2 separate regions of the Triticum aestivum genome follow, and region 2 is linked to region 1. A link is a contact called in public Hi-C data. All regions are on one chromosome and are shown on one strand. Each heading gives the region's core, a stretch centred on a gene start, on an enhancer-like site or on the middle of the called end of the contact. The rest is flanking DNA. Distances are from core to core; before and after follow the strand shown.

Region 1 (6,166 bases), core at 1,293-3,792:
GTTGATGTGTGTCTTAAGGTGTTATTTTAGGACTCTAGGGCTGTTTGTGACACTTATAGGAATAGCCCAATAGATCGATCAGAAAGAATAACTTTGAGGTGGTTTCGTACCCTACAATAATCTCTTCGTTTGTTCTCTACTATTAGTGACTTTGGAGTGACTCTTTGTTGCATGTTGAGGAATTGTTATATGATCTAATTATGTTATCATTGTTGAGATAACTTGCACTAGTGAAAGTATGAACCCTAGTCCTTGTTTCGAAGCATTGCAATACCGTTTTTGCTCACTTTTACCACTTGCTACCTTGCTCTTTTTATATTTTCAGATTATAAAAACCTATATCTACCATCCATATTGCACTTGTATCACCATCTCTTCGCCGAACTAGTGCACCTATACAATTTAACATTGTATTGGGTGTGTTGGGGACACAAGAGACTCTTTGTTATTTGGTTGCAGGGTTGTTTGAGAGAGACCATCTTCATCCTACGCCTCCCACAGATTGATAAACCTTAGGTCATCCATTTGAGGGAAAATTGCTACTGTCCTACAAACCTCTGCACTTGGAGACCCAACAACGTCTACAAGAAGAAGGTTGCGTAGTAGACATCAGTCACCACGGGAGTCCGCGGGTTGATTACCAAAACACATATCAAGTGACTCAATAGAATACCCCATGTCACCAGGGGTATCCGCATGCAAGACATACATCAAGTGTTCTCAAATCCAAAAGATTCAATCAGATAATAATGAAACCTCAATGGGAAAGACTCATCTCAACAAGATAGAAGGGAAGAACATCATATGATTCATCTATATTAACAAAGCCCATGGTACATCAAGATCGTTCCAAATCAAGAACATGAGAGAGAGAGAGGGAGAGAGAGATCAAACACATCGCTACTGGTACATACCCTGAGCCCCGATTGTGAACTACTCCCTCCTTATCATGGACACCGCCAGGATGATGAACATGGCCTCCAGTGATGATTTCCGTCTCTGTTAAGGTGTCGGAAAAGGCCTCCATTTGAGATTGCTTCAGAACAAAGGCTTGTGATGGCGGCGTGGAAGTTCTAGGTTTCTTTCTGGGGGTTTCCCAATTTATAAGAATTTCCAGCGTTGGTTTCACACCAATTGGAGTTACGTGGGACCCATGAGCTTAGAGGGCATGTCCTAACCCTAGGGCACATGGGGTGAGCTCGTGAGTCCCTCGTGGATCTTCTAATCCTTCCTCGAATTTTACTGGCATTTTGCCTTCGTTTGGTATGGATTTTCTGCGAAACAAAAAATAGCCAAAAAACAAGAACAAGCACTGGGCACTAGGTCAATAGGTTAGTCTATCAAAATCATATAAAAGTGCACCAAAACCATGTAGAACTTAGGTAAATATGGCATGAATACTTTATAAGTTATATATACATTGGAGACGTATCATACCGCCAACACCGTCCAAAATGGAACCATCTGTGTTGAGTTTGACACGTCCAATCGCCGGGGGAGTCCATGGGACTAAAGCAGTGGAGGCAATATTGCATGTGTGTGATGTAAGGGGGTAGCAAAACTGAACTGGAGCCCTTCATTTTAGAAGGTCATCATCTGAATGAATTGCTATAGATTGCAAAGATGATAGATAGTTTGACAAAAACATGATTGAGACATCCACTAGGGGCGGGCTTGGAGTGAATGAGTTCGTTTCTTACGTGCCAGATTCTCCAAAATAACATCAGCAGTCGCACCCTTATAGCCTCATCAATTTCACAGATAAATTGGATGAACCAATTTGACCCAGTTGGTTTGATACTCGATGCTTCAGGTAGCGTCCATACAACAGCCATGGTACGCCATAAAGTTCTTGCATTTGTGCACGTACAGAACGTGTGGAAGGAGTCTTTATCATCGAAACCACAGATCTGGCACAAGGAATTGACTTCCAGCCTCCGTCTCTTTTTGTTACACCAAGTTGCAAGGGAGTTGTTTGCTAGGCACCATGCAAAACTCAACACCTTGGGGGGCGCTGGGCAAGTCCACAAGGCCTTCCAGCCCTCACGCCGTCCATTCGAAAAGTGGCTGGACGTAGATTGTTCTGGAAATCGGTAACTGGTAGCTGCTCGGTCGGCTTGGTAGTAGTGATTAACCGGTGAATCGGCCTATTAACTAGATTAATCGGTCGAACACGAATCTATAGATAAAATAGGAACATACCGATATATATCTGATTTTTATGTACTATACCATAGTCTCATGCTCTCATCTATGTAATATACCAAGATATGCTACTGTTTGGTCGAACCCTAGGCATTGAGGAGTGACAGTTGGATGGGAGGGGTTACGGGCCAACATTTTGGGCTTTGTTTGCCCACAAGTTAATGGGCTGGCAGCGACTAATTAAACATATAAACCTTGAAGAACTGCTAGGCAGAACCGAGCCATCCACGTCGCCCTATAAACGCCATGAATAGTGATCGTGCCACCGCCTGTTAATATGTGCCCCGCTGAGGGCATTTTCGTCATTTCGCATACGAGCGTATAAAAGGCAGCCGCTCCGATGGAGGTAAGCCATCTCCCCCATCTAGCACTCGCGCTGCGCACCTGCGCCCCTCTCCTCTCTCTCCCTCCGAACCCTAGCTAGACCGCGCCCTCCTCCCTGTCCTGCCGTCGTCGTTTCCTCCACCCGGCCAGCCGCCGCCGCACCTCCTCCGCACCTCCTCCGCCCGGCCAGCCGCCGCCACTCGCGCCCGTCTCCTCCGGCCAGCCTTCGCCCGCAACCTCCCCCCTCCCGTTTTCAGAAGGGAAGGGAAGGGAAGAGAAGAGGGAGAGCGAGCGAGTCAGGCGACGGGAAGGGAAGAGAAGAGAAGAGGAAGAGCGAGCGGGTCAGGCGACGGCCATGGCCATGGCGCTCGCAGATCCGCCGGCCCCGTCGTCGCCGCTGCGCTCGCAGGTGAGCAGCGCCGGGAGAAGCCGCGGGAGGACGAGCTCAACGGCGCCCCGGGCGCTCACTGCCAAGAAGCGGAGGAGGAACTCGACCTGGACGACCGCCGCTGGACGAAGAGCCCCGAAAAATTCCCCCAACCACGCCTGCGCCACCGCCTCTTCACCTTCAACCACGGGTTGCAGCGGTCAGAGGACCAAGGTATGGATTCTCCTCCCCTTCCCTTTTCCTTGATTCTCATCTGTTCCTCCAGCCCCTCCCATCCCTGCGTACACAGTACACACACACTGGCTCTCTCCTCCCGTGGATGGGAATGGCCAGCGTGGATGACGGGTCTTGCTGTTCTTTGCAAAATCCTTGCTATTCATAATCTATTAATTAATGACCTGTACATACATATTTCATCATATCTACTAATAATCTCATCAGTTTACAGTTCATACATCGGGTTATTTTATCCTGTTTTCTTTAGGTTTGTATTTAGGGTGTTCTTTTTTCCTTTTTTTAGATGTATGGCATATGTGTAGCAATAGTTCTAGAACACCCCCATTCCTTCTCTTCCTATCAATTTAGTCAGGACCCACTCTGGACCATTTTCAGAAATCATTCTAAACCATTTTCTGAAAATTGATAGGAAGAGAGTAATTTTCATAACAGCAGCTGCAGCCCCAGGGTTAATTAGAACATAAATAGCTGCCTTTAGTTTGTGAAAAAGGTCTAGAGTGGTTTCTGCACCTGCTGTTATGTTTCATTGATTCAGTCCTATAGTCGGATAGTTCCAGTGGATTTTACAAAATGGTTTTGTAGATTTAATTAGTGAAAAGGGCCTCAATTGGTTTATGCAAAATTGCTTGTCTGTTGGCAGTTGAAGCATACTTGGCAAATGGGCCTTGCCGTGAGTCATGGTGCAACAGTGACCTCGATGAGCAGGGCAATGGTCAGATACGAGTCAGCACCAAAGATGACTGGAAGCACTCATAACAGTTTACCATGCTAGAGCTATGTCAGGTACCTACTGTTCTTTTGTGTTTTTTGTTTTCTATTTCCCGTCAGAAGCTCATTCCATAATCAATTTGCAGGCTGTACAAGGGCAGTTAATGAATATACTTGTGACACTTATACTCTCAGGTAAATTACTAATCATTCAAATCACTAATCAGGTCAAGCACAATAATAAGCCCACCAGTCATAGAAGAGGAAAAATAACCACGAAGTGAAAATAGATTGTGAAAATTAGACGGCTCAGATGATGTAAAAGACAGAATCGGGCGACCAGCGAGTGTTCAATCTGGGGGAGCTCGGAGTAGCCGAGTTGCCCAGCCAGATTAATTTTTATTGGGCATTCAGATTCTTATTTTGCGTTTCCTAGATTTTTAGCTGGGTGTATAAACACACTGACTTCAGATTCCAATGACGGGGTAAAATTATTGTGCCATATATATTGTTGCCATATTTAGTAACCATGCATATACATGTACATTAGTTTTTATCAAATGTACATGTGCTCCTGTAGCATATCTTCAGGTTTGGGGATTTAAATGCCCTTTGTTTTGTGTACCAGGTGGTTAACTGAAATTTTCTTTGCTTATTCTACTGTTTTTTTAGCAATGCCGACAAACATGGTTTATGATGATATTGGTGGTCTGAAGCTTTAGATCGTCGGGGCTGCTCTCATTCGTTCAATTTGCCCCTGATCCTTCCATTCTGCTGCTGCTCATTATTATCATACGAAGGTCAGGTGTTCTTCCGTTACAATGCTCCTGACGTGTTTCATGAAATGTCTATGAGCTGTCATGTTGTTCATTCTCTCTTTTCTTTCTTCTTGCAGGCTGATCTATGTTCTCTGTTTGTTGGGTCCTCCGTGTCATTATCAACAAGGTTGGGTCTCTCTTGCTCAGTTTTGGTCTACTGAAAGTGATGTGACCTGATGTGCTTGTTTGGGCGATCTCCCTCTGTGTGTGATATTTGTTTGCATATCAACCCTGTGTGCTTGAAATTTGCTTGCATATCATGATATCAAACGAGGATGTGTTCTTGTTTACCTCTTGAATAGACAGATCTTGGTGCATTACTGATACCGTGCCTCTAGGTGGTCAGCGAGGGTCGCACTTGCGCTATGCTTCCCTCTGGATTCTTTCATGGTGTTCGGGTGCCTAGCTTAGTTCAGTTCTGAGTCAAAAGTAACGAAATCATATGTTTCTGAATCTTGCATATACCTTACAATGCAGCGGCCCATTCTTGTCGTGCCTGGACTAGCTAGATCGATTAGAGTTTGTCTATTATGCCTTCGGTAATCAGCAGCAACACACGAGATCCTGGAACCTGCATTAGTTATTGTTTGCACAATAATTACTTATTGATATCATTACCAAGCTATCCGAGCCATCACTCCCGGGACAACACTTGGTTTCCTTGCCCATCTATTCGTCGGATCTGTACACAATTGACAGGATTGACTTCAGATCTTACGAAAGGTTTCATAAAGATAGTTCAGAACCTAATCTATACAAAGTTTTACAAACGAAATCTACACAAACTCATGGATTTGAAACTGAAAGATATTATGTGATGCATCTCTCCAAAAATCCAGCATAATTATATAGAGGGAACATATATTCCTAGAAATTTACGGTCGCGGTCGAGAGCAACGGTGAGTGTGGAGCAAGCCTGTGGGAGAGTTTTTCTGAAAGCAAGCCCTCAGCTCACCCCGACAACCTTTCCTGTCAGCTTTGCTCCCCTCTTCCTCCTCTTTGCTTAGAATTGTTTTGTTGTCGTTCATTTCTGGATTAAATTCTGATGAGGTTTCTGCTTGTTAGATTAAATTCTAGCCAAGACTGAACTGTAGCCACAAGAAGGCATGATTTTACTTGTTTAGTCTAAAAAAGAGTTTTTGACTTATTTGATTAGATTCTAAGTCAGCTTTTGGGGGGACTTTAGATACAATCTGTTAGTTGAAAAATATATGTGTTCTTGCGCTTGAGAAATTGCTGCCAGTGTTGTTGTATCATATATGAATATGTACAAGGCATCAGAAAGCACAAGTAGCGAGAACAATTAGTTCAGTTTTAATATCATAGTGCTACTCATCCTAAATTGTGTTAAATTAATCTGCTAGACTATGGTGATAATAGAGGGGCACTGTTTTTTTAAATTGTTTCTTTGTTCCAATTATAAAGGGCCCTCTACAAGGATATTGATTTCATCAGGTGTAGAAATTTAGTTGGACAGATATTGTTC
Region 2 (6,166 bases), core at 1,024-3,523, 420 kb before region 1:
GCCATTCTATAGCAAGCAGAATCACAAAAATCAGAGAATGCAATCGACACCAACACACATCACACATCTGAACTGCACCGAAGAAACCCCATCTATGAACACAACGCTTTCAAACATCACAAGGAGAGTAATCTACATAGGCTGATGCCATACATTCATTTCATTCCATCATGCATTCATTGAAACAACATTCACAAAATCCACTCATGTGCAAAGAGATCCCTGGTCTGGTTAAAGCCAAGAAAGTTATCATCCTCTATGCAAAGTGTTCCTAGGCCTGGTGTAAGCTAAAGGTACATTTCTTATCAACCGACTGTGTGTAGGTGTTCTTGTGTCTAGTTATAAGACGGGTTTCGTTTTAAGAACTCAGCACCGGGCAGACAGTAACCTATGGCTCAAAGCCATAAGCCCCATAACTCCCATGGGAAATGGGGCCTGAGTCGTAAAAGCCACCCCCCTGTATCTTTGCACGGTGCTTCTGTGCGCGACGAGCGGTAGGGCGGCGAATGGCGAGATGGTGTCCCTTTAGCTTCCGCGCAGCCTTAAATGGACGAATCATGCCTGGCTCTACTTGATACCTGTGGAAAAGAAATCAACAGTGAACTTTCACAAAAAAAAAATAGATTCGGAAATAAATGAACAGCACACCAGTCACATAAAGCAAAATGAACTTTACTCACCTTCCAAGAACTCCTCAACCTCAACAGGAAAGGCATTGATAATAAGCCGAGCAGCACACTTGTGCATAGCGTCTAAATCTGAAGACACAAAATAATTCAAGACAAGCCAAATTCAACAAAAATATACCATACACTGGAAAAAAAGTGACATTAAAAAGTTGAACAGGAAAAATACCAAATGGCTTGAAAGGTTTAACAACATGTCCAGTCCATGGGTAATTCTTAGTTGGGTTCTCAACAAACAAAAACTTCAAGGAACCACCTGCAAAAAAATTAAGCCACCACCACCAAAAAATTGAATATCAAATAAGTATGTAACAGCATAAGGACTCGGATATAATATGGAAAAACGCTCACTCCAATCCACATCAAGAAAATACACCGACGATCGGGTTGTGGTTGAATGTGTGCTAACAGGATCTTTGGAGTAAGAACCAACACCTTGAACCATTGCTGCCAAAGATCCAAAACGCAAAGGCAATTAAAGGCACAGATCAACTAATGTACCAACAACAAAAAGCAGCAGAAATAAACAGATCCGTGAAGGAAGGGGGAACGACAAGAAGGAGATGCGTTTACCTGCTGAGAGGAACCCAGGGAGGTGGACATCATCCGTTGTCTCTGATGAATCCACAAGGCCGTTGGTGAGGCCGGCCGCCTTGTCTGCAAAGGCAGAGGTAGACAGAACTGAGACCAGATCCCTAAAAGCAGATGAGGTAATTATGAACATTGATAAGAAATTTCTTTAAATTTGGTCAAAGTAGAGATAATTTGACTTCAGAAAAAAAAGAACGGGAGGGAGTACTATCATATAAAAAAAAGGAGCAACCACTGTAAAGAGAGCAGCATAACACAACAGATAGAAAATATTAAGTGTCATAGAAAAGGTTGGTAATTACTATAGGATAGTAGAACCTTATCTGACAAAAACTTACTAGGATAACATACATAGAAATTAATCACAATCATGAGATTATCTGGCATAGGTAAAAGGCGGATCTGATGCTTGAAGGGAAGGGAACTTTGGATAATTACCAGAGGTGATCTCACCAGATGGTGCCTCCATCTTCTCTGGTAAAGTGCCAGTGAAGCCGACCCCCCCCCCCCCCCCCCCCCCCCCCATCTGCAGAGGGAGAGGTTATTGTTAGATGTGCTGTTCTAAGAATAGATACAGAACTAGTTCAGTGCAAGATGATCAAAATACCCCATAGATGAACACAACTGATATACAGTACTACCAAAATGTACTAGAGAACAGCACCACTACAATACCAAGACAACATATGACTATATAAATATAATGCAACAATGTAACAACGATAAACAGAGATGCTAGTAAGCATTGGACTGAACAGTCATTTCGACATAAAAGCATTACAGTATTGACAGATATCTCTTTTGATATAAGCAAAAGGGTTAGGAATTACCATTGAGAACCTTCTGACCTATGTCAATAACCTTGTCACCCTTAAGGGACTCCTCTGATGAGTAAAGCAACAAGACAAACAATTAGTACATGTGTAGACACAAATGCATGTTGGTTTGCAAAATTGGATAGCATTTTAGTTAGAAGTCCAGCCACAAACAAGACTCACATAACCGTGGCGACCATGTCCCAAGCTCATTATCATCGCCTTGCCCGCGACGACCACGTTTCAAACTTGTTATTCTCGCTTCACATATGGCGACCATGCATGTCCCAAGCTCATTATCATCGCTTTGCCTGTGACGACCATGTTCCGAGCTTGCTATCCTCGGTTCGCACGTGGCGACCATGTCCCAAGCTCATTGCTCGGTTCGTCACGGTGAAGATATTGTCATCGGTCATTTCATTCATCTATGGCGGGCTTGGGTCGCTTTCGAGTGTTTAGGATGGTTTATGGCCGCGGGTGGCGAGTCCCCTGGCCGTCCGGTGAGCGGCCACGTGGCGGACAAGTGGCTAACGTTGACGGCGCTGTTCATGTTACGTTTTTCTTGCTAATAATGTGTCGAGTAGCGTTTTGTTTATATTTATAGCTTTTATAAAAGGTAGCGTTTGTCTACGTGTTTTATTTCTATGTATGTATGTATGTATGTATGTATGTATGACCTGGTTTGTCACGAGCCCGTTGAAATAGTGGTCTGCCGACCCTTTGTAAATCGGAGATGATGTTTGTTCTTATTTTTCGGTTGAAGAAGAGGAGCTTTGTTCGTGTTGAGAAAAGTTGTGCACTAGGAGAATTTTTTACTCCGAGGACTCGACCTACACATGAGAGCGATGCAGTCAAAGTGCACGCGTATATGCGATGCGTGTCCGCCAAACCTCCCGCATGCACCGAGCTAGACGTGCATGGCGCGCGCGTAGCCGGGCCCACAGTGACACCCGGCTCTCGGAGGTTAGTTTGGTCCAGTATAATTGTGGAGGTGGGCTCGACGACTTTTCTTCCTCGATCTAGCATACTCTGGGACGCTGGGGGAGACCCATTCACGGAATTGTTCACTGAAACGCGGGGCCAACTCGGCATCGAGCCCACATGTAAGTGGGTGACGTCTGACCTCGCCTTCCTACGACGAGTACCGGCGGCGCCGTGGCCTCGTGCTCTCGCGTGCCTGCGGCCGGGGCTCGCGCGGACTATTTTTGTTGTCCCGATTGAAGTACTCGCAAGTGGGCCGGGGCCGCAAGCTGAATAATCGCAGAGACAGACAAGGCAGTAGGCCATATTTGATTCAAAGGAATTCTATAGGATTCATAGAGGATTGAAATCGTTAGTAATTTTTTTATGTTGGCCCTTCGTTAATAGGATTTGATTTCATAGGAAAAATCTTTTGTGTTGCATGTTATAGAAAATCTAACACCCACGCTAACTTTTTTATTTACAATTTCTTCGTTTTTCATGTGGCATCAAACACTCATTACTAATCCTATATGATTCAAGTTGGCATGCCCTCGTACTCCGCCATGGTGAAGCCAGCTCCTTGCCGCCTCCTCCTCCTTCACGTGTTGCGACTCCTGCTCCGGCTGCTGCTGCTCCTCTTCCAGCTATGGTGAGGGAGGCAGATCTGCTACAAACCGAAAGACGCGCCTAGCCCGTTCTTGTAGAGAAACCGGACACACGGAGAGGATGGGAATGGATATGGGTAGGCCTGGGACACCGTATGGCTTAAATAGTCAGGCTCTGACCCTCTGGCAGCGAGCCGGAGGGGCGCCACATGACGTTCACACCCCCACCTGAGGAGACGCACACCAGATCGATGAGTTTCCGGGCGTTTACATGTGAAACCCGACTATCAGCCCGACGTGGCGGACGTACTCGGGCCGCCTCATATCCACCATACATTAAAATGGGTTGGATATAGGGAGTGCAAGTCAGCCTGAAAGTTTGAGGCTAATTTATGGCGTCCGGGTGGTTTGGTTTTTTTTACGGGCTGGCTGTCCGTGCTACACGGGACACAAATTCAATCCACAAACCTTTTTAGGGAAAACCCAGTCCATACGACGGCATGGTTCTTAAACTAGCTGCCATTCTGCCCAAAATGGTCATGGAGCTGGCATGTTATTTTTTATTTACAATGTAAAAAGGGAGCAGGAATTACCGTGAGAATCTACTACTCTGTTGCCTCCTGGACTAGCCGGCCAGTCTACCGCTACAGCAAAGCAGAGATGCCCGAGCAGCGCGCGTGGGGGAGGCAGCGCCCATACGTCTGCGTGCGCGGATTCCCTCGTCGCGCCGCTCGATCGGGCCAGTACTATCAGGCATCTCCAGCCGTTCGCCCTTCCTGGACGTTTAAAAGCGTCGCCTGGGGTAAGCCGGCGCAAAGAAAGGCCCTGGGGCGAGTCGTCGCCCAGCCGTCGGCCCCTAGGGCCGCCTCCAGGCGAGTGTTTTTTTTAAAAAAGGACGTTCGGCGAGGTTATGATAAAAGAGTAGTCAAATTTCGGCTAAACATGGCGAATTTCGGTCAAATTCGCGCATTTTCATTACATTAAGGTAATCTAAAAAAGAAAGGGGTTGAAGTCGTCGCCCATCGTCGTCGTCGTCCTTCTCCTCCTTGACGCGGACCCCCCGGCTGGACCCGACGTCGCCATGGTGGACTGGCGGCGGCGCGTCGTCGTCGTCGTCGCTGTCGCATAGGACGACGACCCCGTCTTCGTCGCGGCCGCGTCGGCGCTCCTCGAAGCGGCGCAGGGCGGCGCGCTGGCGCTACTTCGCCTTCTCCCGGCGCGCCTTCTCCATCGCAATGGAGTCCTGCCGCGCCCATTCTAGGGCCGCGTCGTCGTCGGCTAAACATGGCGAATTTCGGCCAAATTCGCGCATTTTCATTACATTAAGGTAATCTAAAAAAGAAAGGGGTTGAAGTCGTCGCCGCCATCGTCGTCGTCGGCCTTCTCCTCCTTGACGTGGACCCCCCGGCTGGACCCGACGTCGCCATGGTGGACTGGCGGCGGCGTGTCGTCGTCGTCGTCGCTGTCGCATAGGACGACGACCCCGTCTTCGTCGCGGCCGCGTCGGCGCTCCTCGAAGCGGCGCAGGGCGGCGCGCTGGCGCTCCTTCGCCTTCTGCCGGCGCGCCTTCTCCATCGCAATGGAGTCCTGCCGCGCCCATTCTAGGGCCGCGTCGTCGTCGGCGAACTCCGCCTTCACCGGCACCAGCCCCGGCTCCGTCACCGGCGCCAGCCCCGGCTCCGTCTTCACCGGCGCCAGCCCCGGCTCCGTCTTTGGCTTGACGAAGTGCGGAGGAGCCGACGAGGAGGAGGCGCGCCGGCCGCCCTCGTTGATGACGATGCCTGCGCTGCGAGTGCGTCGGCCGAGCGGCGACTCCGCCGCGGGCTCGGCCTTGACGCTGAGCAGGGCCGGAGTGCCGGAGGAGTGCGACGAGGATCGGGAGGAGGAAGAGGAGGAGGAGGACCCGAACCGCCTTGGCGCCCATGGCCCGACGTGTCGGAGCTGCGCCGGAGGGTACGCCAACGGCGGGTCGTTGCCGCCCTCGAGGTGCGTGAGCACGCCCTCGAGTGTGCGGCCGGGAACGCCCCACCAGAGGCGGCGCCCCTCGCTGTTCTGCCGCCCACCGACCACTGGCGCGCCATTGGTGGACGCCAATCGTTGCTGCTGGCGGCGCTCGAAATACGCCGCCCAGGCCGCGTGGTTGTCGGCGGCGTACTGGGGGAGGGAGCGTTGGGCGTCGGTGAGGGACGCGCGCGCGATCTCGACCTCCTCGGCGAAGTACCCTGGCTTCGCCACAGCGTCGGGCAACGGGGGAATGGGCACTCCCCCGGCGCTGAGTCTCCACCCCGATGGCCCGGCGCGCATGTCCGGCGACGCTGGGATGTTCGCCTGGAGCAGGAGCCAGGACTCCAGTTCGCGGAGCGAACGGCGGGCGAAGCCGTTGGCCGCCGCCTCATCTCCGGGGAAACGCTCTGCCATGACGACGGCGCTCGGGAGAGGCAGGGAGAGGGAGGGGCTGGACAGCGGCGAGGGGGCGGGCGGGCTGTGGGTACAGGAGAGTGGAGTG

The links. A called contact is a pair of places that touch in the nucleus more often than the background predicts.
Region 2: a Hi-C map of leaf shows a contact between it and region 1, with 4 times the contacts expected there. The contact joins the promoter of LOC123087482 here to the promoter of LOC123110063 in region 1. A contact is called at or near these places in 2 of 5 Hi-C or Micro-C datasets (both in leaf).

What each region holds. Positions count from the first base shown.
Region 1 is chr1B:98,152,273-98,158,438 of IWGSC CS RefSeq v2.1, reverse strand. LOC123110063 reads left to right here and starts at 2,542. Exons shown (of 7, transcript XR_006453141.1): 1 at 2,542-3,130; 2 at 3,795-3,937; 3 at 4,009-4,057; 4 at 4,535-4,662; 5 at 4,758-4,807.
Region 2 is chr1B:98,567,197-98,573,362 of IWGSC CS RefSeq v2.1, reverse strand. LOC123087482 reads right to left here and starts at 2,273. Exons shown (of 7, transcript XM_044509501.1): 1 at 2,106-2,273; 2 at 1,716-1,782; 3 at 1,260-1,343; 4 at 1,038-1,133; 5 at 856-942; 6 at 679-758; 7 at 134-577. The coding sequence starts at 1,746. The coding sequence ends at 389.